2 separate regions of the Mus musculus genome follow, and region 1 is linked to region 2. Evidence: chromatin contacts called from public Hi-C data. All regions are on one chromosome and are shown on one strand. Each heading gives the region's core, a stretch centred on a gene start, on an enhancer-like site or on the middle of the called end of the contact. The rest is flanking DNA. Distances are from core to core; before and after follow the strand shown.

Evidence for each region. A called contact is a pair of places that touch in the nucleus more often than the background predicts.
Region 1: a Hi-C map of uterus shows a contact between it and region 2, with 2.5 times the contacts expected there. The contact joins two enhancer-like sites. A contact is called at or near these places in 4 of 484 Hi-C or Micro-C datasets (embryonic stem cells, nephron progenitors and uterus) and 1 of 115 datasets of contacts at active chromatin or transcription factors (fibro-adipogenic progenitors).

Annotation. Positions count from the first base shown.
Region 1 is chr11:28,946,640-28,951,406 of GRCm38.p6, forward strand. No RefSeq gene overlaps it. Among named protein-coding and RNA genes, the nearest start is that of Efemp1, 96 kb to the left of the region's middle. Within about 2 kb of position 1,987, at least 15 of the 459 cell types and tissues checked have an H3K27ac peak or open chromatin away from gene starts, as enhancers often do. A contact at or near this core is called in uterus, where this site is marked.
Region 2 is chr11:28,810,485-28,814,786 of GRCm38.p6, forward strand. No RefSeq gene overlaps it. Among named protein-coding and RNA genes, the nearest start is that of Gm34185, 40 kb to the right of the region's middle. Within about 2 kb of position 1,592, at least 40 of the 459 cell types and tissues checked have an H3K27ac peak or open chromatin away from gene starts, as enhancers often do. A contact at or near this core is called in uterus, where this site is marked.

The sequences.
Region 1 (4,767 bases), core at 737-3,236, 140 kb after region 2:
GAAGGGCACAAGATAAAAGCTTTGATTTCAGCCACACTGACTCCACCTATCAATGTTATTTAATCTTCTTGGTAACAATTCAAGATTGAAATGTATGCAGCTTTAACTAAAATTCAAAAGTTTAAGATATATTTCGGGGGCTGAAAGATGGCTCCGCAGTTAAGAGCACTGGCTGTTCTTTCAAAGGACTTAGGTTTGATTCTCAGCACCCACATGGAAGCTCACAGCTGTCTGGAACTCCAGTCTTGAGTTTCTCTTATGGCCTCCTTAGGAACCAGGAATTAACATTGTGCACAGACTTTCATGCAAGCAGATATGAATGTGTAAGTAATATATGCATGAATGTGTATATTGCATAAGTGCAGTGTGTTACATGTTTGTATGCATTTGTATATGTGTATATGTGAGTGCATATGTGTTTGTACGTGTATATGTGTGTGCATGTATGTTTCTATGTGTGTGTGTGTGTGTGTGTTTATTTTTGTGTGTATGTATGTTTATATGTGTGGATATGTGTTGTGGATATGGTTTAATGCTTATATTATGTTAATTGAGTTCCCAAAATTGCATGAGAATCCCACATGTAAAACACTGAGGGTCCCTGCCCCAGTTTGTTTTGCTTGGTAAATAAAGTTTTCTGTGGCTAATGACTGGGCAGGGAGACAGAGGTGGGACTTTAGGATTTGCCAGCAAGGGGACCAAGAGAGGAAGGAGGATTTAGAACTGCCAGGCTGGGAAAGCAGAAAGATCAGGCCTGAAAAGGGCAGGAAGAGAAAACATACCAGGAAAGAGAGAAAGAATTATTAGTAGTAATAATTCAGAAATTTAGGAGGGGAGATTGTATTAGTCATGTGGATGTTTGGGAATGGCCCAGCTACTGAGCTGATTAAGGCATATTAAATATAAGGCTGTGTGTGTGTGTGTGTGTGTGTGTGTGTGTGTGTGTGTGTGTGTCTTTAATTCAGAAATCAAGAATATTGAGGCAGATACTGAAGAACTCACACCCCTGCCAGGAGGGTTTGAGTAGCATTAATCACCTACTGTAACATATATGTGTGTGGATTTGTGTGTGTTTCTGTTTGTATCTGTTTGTGTGTGTGTGTGTGTGTGTATGTGTGCTTGTATGTGTGTATATGTGTGTGCACGTGTATGTTTGTGTTTCTGTATGTATGTTTTGTGTGTAAGTATGTGCTTATATGTGTGTACATGTGCATGTTTCTATGTGTGTGTATGTGTATACATGTGTGTATGTATGCATATGTTTGTGTGTGTGTGTGTGTGTGTTTCTATAGGTGGATTCCTTAGAGTATCAACATTCTGTTCACTTGTGTTTTTCCAATGATTAACTGTCTTTGTTTCTTTCTTAAATTTATAAACCAGTTGTTAATGAGAAAGAAAAGGCTTCCAGGCTACATATACTTGGATTATATTTCACCTCTGGATCTTGCCTTATAGTGCTAACATCTTTCACTGGACAAACATCATACACCTCAAACTGGACTAAGTATTAAGGAAGCATATTACAAATGACATATACACACTGGCCACGGTAAACATAAAATATGCTTACACAATTGAAGAGAAAATTTTGAGTCTAACATTTTAAAGGGGCCATCATTTCCTGAACACTCATTGATGACAGGATCTTTCAACTTGCTACTTCAAGCCTTGGGAAGTAATTCACCATTGGAGGGTGTTGGGTGCTTGATTTAACTAATAAAAAGGTAGCTCCAATGATTTGGTTACAGCCAAATATCAGGCATGATAGAAATGGAAACAAGAACCATCTTTCTTCAGAACCTGAATATTAGCCAAGGCAGCACAGCTGAGGGCAGCTAATCCAGCGCACAGAGAAAGCCCTTCTGTGCTTTTGAAGATGTTAGAATTGGGTTTCTTCAGGAAAAGGCTGTTTGAGCACAAGGAAGCTTACACAAGACAGCAGAACACAAACACAAGTTAAGAAGCCTCATAAACCTTGTGGTTCGTAACTCTCAACTAAGGTTCTGACTCCTCCTGCTGACTCATGTGACAGATCCCTCTCCAAACAGCTGTTTATTCCCCTGCTTTTCTTATTGTTTGCTTATTGTTTTCTCCTGTTTCATTGGTTACATAAGCAGACATCGTTCCTAATTTTTTTTCAAAAATGTATCATTTGTGTGGGTGGGAAAAACATACTAATGAAATAATCTCAAAAATGAATATAATTTGTAAATTGCAGCTGTGCCAACTTCTAAAAAATGTTATGAGATATTACACAAGTCTATAATTGGGAAACATCTTAAAATCTTCTCAGGCCTCCCTAGGACCATGTATCTTCCTAAAGATTAGTAAGAATTAAGTGAATTTTTAAGGATAATATTTAGAGCAGGATATACATATTCAAATGCCTTTGGAAGGAAAGAATATTTTCTGGAACAAAATAAAAGAAAAGAAAACTGGAACCCTGAGGTGGCTGAATCTAAGAGGTGAAGCCCAAGATACACATAGAATCCACTGAGGTTCTAGCTTTGTTCTTAAAGAAATGAGAAACTATTCAAACATTTTAAGGAGATAAGAATGTCATCAAGGTTTTACTTGAAAATGTTGCAAAGAGGTAGGAGTGGGTGCAGCTACGATATCCACTGAGAGCACATGGAGACTCTGGCAAGAGCATGGGCAAAGAGCATAAAGAGAAGGCAACAGAGTCCACATACCCATGACACAAAATCAAAGACACGATGATGGATCAGTCATTGAGAGTGTAGGAAGATAGGCATGTCAATAATAAATGTGGGTTTCTAGCTTTGTAATCCAACAGCCATTTCTGTGATCATATGTGTGGAATTGTTCATTGGAGCCTGGTAAGCTCACCCATGAGTGAAGAGAATTCCTTCTCCTCCCCCAAATCTACCTGTTTATTGGGGACTGGGAGGCTTTGTGGACCTATGCCAAATCCATGTTTGACTGACAACAGGCCCAGTCATGCACAGACTTGGGAAATCACTCTCTTAATACTATCTCCTTCAATAGACATCCAAGTGTCTAGTGTTGTCACGGACTACTTATAGACAACATACACAGGAAGGACAGAAGCAAAGATAGTCATATTTCTAATGTTTATTGAGTTCATTTTAACAAATAAGTAAAAATATAAAAATCATCTATATCAGTGGCAAGCCTAACTAGGCCTGTGAAGTCAGTACCCACAAAGCTAAGCCTACAGCAGTCAAGACCAGCCTGAGTAACTTAGTAATATTTATGAACTATACTTTATGATTTATAATTAAATACAAACACAATGTGTGCCTGTTACTTCCTTGGATTACTGACATGCACTCTTTAGACCAACCAGAGACATTATTAACATAAATATATGGTTTGAAAATTCCTAAGCAGGCACACTTTTGTAAGCCCAGCACTAAGGTGGCAAGAATAGGATGACCATAAGTTTGACGCTAGCCTGGGCTACATTGACCACTCATAAATCAAAAAAAATAAAATAAAATAAAATAGAATATCTTTATCAGCCAAAAGTTAGCAATAAATAAAAACAGTGAATACTCTTTTGCTTTGGGATTAATGTAAAACTGTTAAATACCACTTGCCACTCTGTGTGTGTGTGTGTGTGTGTGTGTGTTTTAAATGCTCATGATTTGGCGCATTACTCTCTTCTACTGAATGAGAATTCATGCAATTAACTGTGAAGAGCGCTACAGACATACTAGGACCATTTCACCTTACCAGAAGTAACTGTTCATATATTACCAGTTGCTTATTTTCCCGAGTTCTAAATCTGTAAAACAACCATAGAGGACAAATATATAGCATTCACTCCTTGTTCCAAGAAACTAAACAATAAAGAAAACAGATCTTGAAATTTTATTCCCTTAAGCAGTAGTTCATATAACTACTCTATGATAAAATTAGAGAAAAGTAACAAACGAAGAGATGTCATGGCTATCACAAAAATAGCAGTGAGAAGCCTCAAAGTGGCCCATAATCACTTTGGAGGAAGGTGAAATTAGACATCTGCACCAAGACATCACCAAAATTGTGTGGTTGATTTTGCCTTTCAATTGTCTGAGTGCACAGTCACAAGACCTGGTTTCCAAGTCAATGAAGTCATATGCAGACCCTCTTCTTATTCAGTGTAAGTGTTCAAAGGTAGGCAATACAAGTCCATTACAAGTTAATTAAAGTAGAAACAAAATAAAGTGACACAAATCTAGTTAGTTTTGCATATGCTTCTGTAGCAAAGGAATCCCAGCAGATCAGACATATGGCCTGTCATTGTCCCAGTCATTTCATTAACAAGTTATTTGGTGTTGAAACAGTTCAAGTCTCAGCTCTTGACAGTTTTATAGACCAAGGTCAAGCTTTTCAGCAGTGTCTGGGGCAGGCTGGACTACACAGACTGACTTACCACTTGCAGATACATGATACTTACTTTTTACAGTGAGCCACTGACCAATTAGGGTCAGAGATTCTTTGGGTCTCAGCAAAAGTTGATATGTAAAAGACTGGATGCAAAACACTCAGAACATATTGGCTAAAACACTGCCAATGACCAGTAGTCTACTTCAGCACAGTTACATGGGAAGGTACCGAGTGTCTCTAAGTGGAGAGCTCACCTGTATGGGTTTATGAAGACCTGCACACTGGCAATAAATGGGACATTCTTTAGAAGCAGAGGCAGAATTTTACCAAAAGCCTCCTAAATTCTTGTACGCTCCTCGTCACTTAGCCTGTCATTCAAGTTCATCCACAATCAATAATTCAACTTCTTAA
Region 2 (4,302 bases), core at 342-2,841:
CAGTGCCTAGCAAATACAGAAGTGGATGCTCACAGTCATCTATTGGATGGAACACAGGGCCCCCAATGAAGGAGCTAGAGAAAGTGCCCAAGGAGCTAAAGGGGTCTGCAACCCTATAGGAGGAACAACAATATGAATTAACCAGTAACCCCCAGAGCTGTGTCTCTAGTTGCATATGTAGCAGAGGATGGCCTAGTTGGCCATCAATGGAAGGAAAGGCCCTTGGTCTTGCGAAGATCATACGCCCCAGTACAGGGGAATTCCAGGGCCAGGAAGTAGAAGTGGGTGGGTTGGAGAGCAGGGCAAGGGGAGTGTTTAGGGGCTTTGGGGGTAGCATTTGAAATGTAAATGAAGAAAATATCTAATAAAAATGAAAATGGCTAATTTATCTTAAATTTTCAGAAACTCATTACAATACATAGTAATCTTCTGGGTTAATATCAAAGTATATTAAAGCATTCTTGGGTTCGTGGTCATCGCTTAGAACATCTTCTGGAATGCCCAGTCACAGCTGGGCCCTATTTCCCAGGTCATCAAAGATGAGCCATGTTATTAGCAAAGGTGTTTCTCCTGAGTTGGCATACTATTACACTGGCAAAGGAGTAAATTACTGCAAATGTCATTGACCTGGAAGTAAGAGCCCATAGTTCTACTTTTGCCTTTGCCACCGGCCACCCAGGAGTTTGATTATCCATTTAAATTCTTAATGTTTCAATGTACTATTCCAAAGAACAAAAACAAAAAACAAACAACAGAAAGAAAACTGTAGAAGATTAACCTTGCCAATGCAAAAGACTTTTGGAGTCTCACTAAATACAGAAGTGTTTAGAAAGTTCAAAGCATTTTTCAAAGGAGGTATTTCAAAAAATCAATGCTTCCGGTTCTCTGTTAAATACACCTTTACTTTTTATGATGACCACAGACCTTTCTTTTCTTTAAGTCAGTGTCTCACTATGAACCTCTAGTTGTAACTTACTATCTAGGCTACAATAGTCTCCTAGAGCCATCCACCTGCCTCCATCTTCTAAATGGTTATCTATTTTTGATGGCTTAATGGACAGTCCTAGGCTTGATACATTTCTGTTAATCAAGAGATCTACCCCTCTTGAGTCAAGGTAACCCAACCCCCAGACTTTCCCTTTGCCCACGGCTTATTTGATTGACATTGAAAGTTTGTATTGGTCCCATCTCTCTAAGCAAACCTTATCTGGAAACCAACATTACATAAGAAGGAGGGATGTGCATCAAGCCAAAGTACCCAGCAGCCTTGCAAGTGTGTTTAGCTCTGGTAAATGAGTTTCTGCGGCTCATACTTGATAGACAGATATATTCTTTACTCTACATGATAGGATCACAAATCTCCCCCCTGCAAGCATTTCACAGTAGGTACTTAAAGAATGAACATTAAGGGGCTTTCTGCCACTGTCTCCCTTCTACACTCAGATACATCCTTCACACACTCACTTCTCACCTCCTGATGACTTTCTCATGTACTCATTCATTCAGATTATCAAGCCTGTCTGACTGAACTTCCTTGATACACCCAAGGGATACTGCACCCTTACTGTAGTCTGCCCTCTTGTGGTACATCTACAGAGATTCTGTACCTTGAGGGACTGACCGCCTTGTTTTGTTCTATTTCACCTCATGGCTTGTACAGATCACAAGACCTTCACTGTGGCTAACCCAAAACATGTAAAGTCATGCCTAAATTGACAAAGCCCCGAGCATGCACAGACAATATAAGCAGTCTTTAACTTCAAAAATAAATGGCATGCTTCAATTTTTTCTTTGAAGCATGCATTCTCTAGCACTTAGTATACATTTCTCTATGGGAATAGCACACCCATTACAAAAGTTATTCCTTCAGAAATATGTGAAGAGCATCTTCCAATTTTGTGCTGTCAGGTAGCTCAGTAGAAACAGAGGTGAGACAGTCAACCTCTTTCCTCCTGCACAACATAGGGGATAGTGGTGGAAGCAAATAGTACTGGAGCAGTGTCGTGCGTGAGTGTGTGTGTGTGAGAGAGAGAGAGAGAGAGAGAGAGAGAGAGAGACAGAGACAGAGACAGAGACAGAGACAGAGAGACAGAGAGAGAGACAGAGAGACAGAGAGACAGAGAGACAGAGAGAGACAGAGACAGAGGGGGCGGCAATCAGACCAGACCATACAGAGCACACTGACAGCAAAGAAGCCGGGGGTGGGCCTTCTGCCTAGGTGAAACCAAGAGCTTCCACAAAGAAATAATCAATCCTGCTGAGGCTGAAGAATGAGGAAGCAGACTGCAGGCAGCAGGCAGATGAGGGGGAGAAGGGTGTTCCTGGTATGTGGTTGTCAGATTGCCAAGCCAACACCCAAGCACCAATTTAACCCCTGTTTAGCTCTGCAAGTGGAGAGCACTATATCCAAAGCAGAAATAGAATAGAATTTTGTTAGCCAGCTGAAGCAAGCTGGTGCTGGGGCATCAGTCTAAGACCCTCAGAAAGGCATACATGGTCCTGGGCTGATTCATCAACCACCCACCATTATCTACCACAACTATCCTAAGGCAAAGAAGGAAAGCCATACCTTTTTTGGGACTGGGTGGGCTGTTCTTGTGCTTTCATTTTCTTGTAAAGTTTCAATGTGAATTTGAGGTCACGAGTCAGGCTTATTAGACACTGTACCTACAAGACAGGTCCACACCCTGAGGAGCTTAAAAGTGAGCTATGTAGGCAAGGATTATGCATATAAAATAACTAAGAGCATAAAAACATAGCTGCCAAAACAATGACACATGCTGTAAGCACTATACCCCAAGCCTTCATTACTTTCTCTTGAACATGCTCAGTTTAGTTCAACAAGTGTTTTACATTAAATGACCACTGCAGGTCTGTTGACAAGTTAAGATAGAATTCAGCAATGCAAAAGACAGTGTCCACAAAATTTTGCAAATGTAAATAAGTGTTCCTCCCAGAGATGTCAGATTAAGTCAACTCTGGAAAGACTCTAGGGAGTCTAATTAATAGGAATTCTTTTTTACTCAATATGGGGAAATACATCAACACTGAATAGGTCTGAGAAAGAATTTCCTACCAATCAGAGCTGTCCCAGCTACAAGGAACCTCCTTGGGAGATAGAAAGTTTCCAGTCAAGCTAGAAAATTATTTGGCAGTAATCTTATAGGGGTGATGCAAAAATCAATGACCAGTGGGCTCCCCACCTGTGATTGCAAGAACCTCTGAAGCCCTCTGGCCATAGCCTAATCAACATATCTGGGTAAGCACCCTATAGCAGCAGCAATGGTTATGGTCATTAATTAGAATTACCAGAGACCAAAGTAAATGGTGTCAAGAAACTAGAGGTTGGTAAAATATGACTTCCACCAAGAGCCTGAACAGACAGAATGAAGTTAGAATTTCTACAGTGTCTCAGAATGTAGGAACTCAGTATTCAAAGGGGTTTGTGGTCATTAGACAAAGACCTAGCAAAACCTGACACTTGTTGAAGAAGAGATCAGAATTCTAGAGGACATTGTAAAGCTCTAAGACCTCTGGAAAGCACAATTCAAGGGCCATTATGGCTGATAGATGACTCTAAAAAGCTTACAGGCAAAGATGTTGCCAAAGATTTGCTCAAGAAGACTTCCTCCAAAAGCCAACTAGTGGTATATGGATGAGCCAGTCACATAGGCCTTCTGAGTATGATACACAGCCTCAAAGATGGACTGGAAAAGAGGAATACTGTCTGAGGGCCCATCTCAAGAAAGAAGTTGTTTGAAAACCTGGCATGGCTCAGGATATCAAAACAAATGGCAATGGATATAATTCAATGATGCTGAAACAAAGTCAGTGCACTAGTATCTGTTTTAACTCTTGAAGTAAGAAAATAAGTCATGTTTAAATCTCTACCCAACCAATTCTGAGATCAGACTTTGAATTCATTCATTCATTTATTTATTTATTTATTTATTTGTTTATTTGTTTATTTATTATTAGATATTTTCTTCATTTACATTTCAAATGCTATCCCAAAAGTTCCCTATACCCTCCCTCCGCCCTGCTCTCCTACCCACCCACACTTGGCCCTGGCATTCCCCTGTACTGGGGCATATAAAGTTTGCAATACCAAGGGGCCTCTCTTCCCAGTGATGGCCAACTAGGCCATCTTCTGCTACATATGCAGCTAGAGATACGAGCTATGGGGGTACTGGTTAGTTCATATTGTCGTTCCACCTATAGGGTTGCAGATCCCTTCAGCTCCTTGGGTGCTTTCTCTAGCTCCTCCATTGGGGGCCCATTCTTATGAGCTTCAGAAAGCAA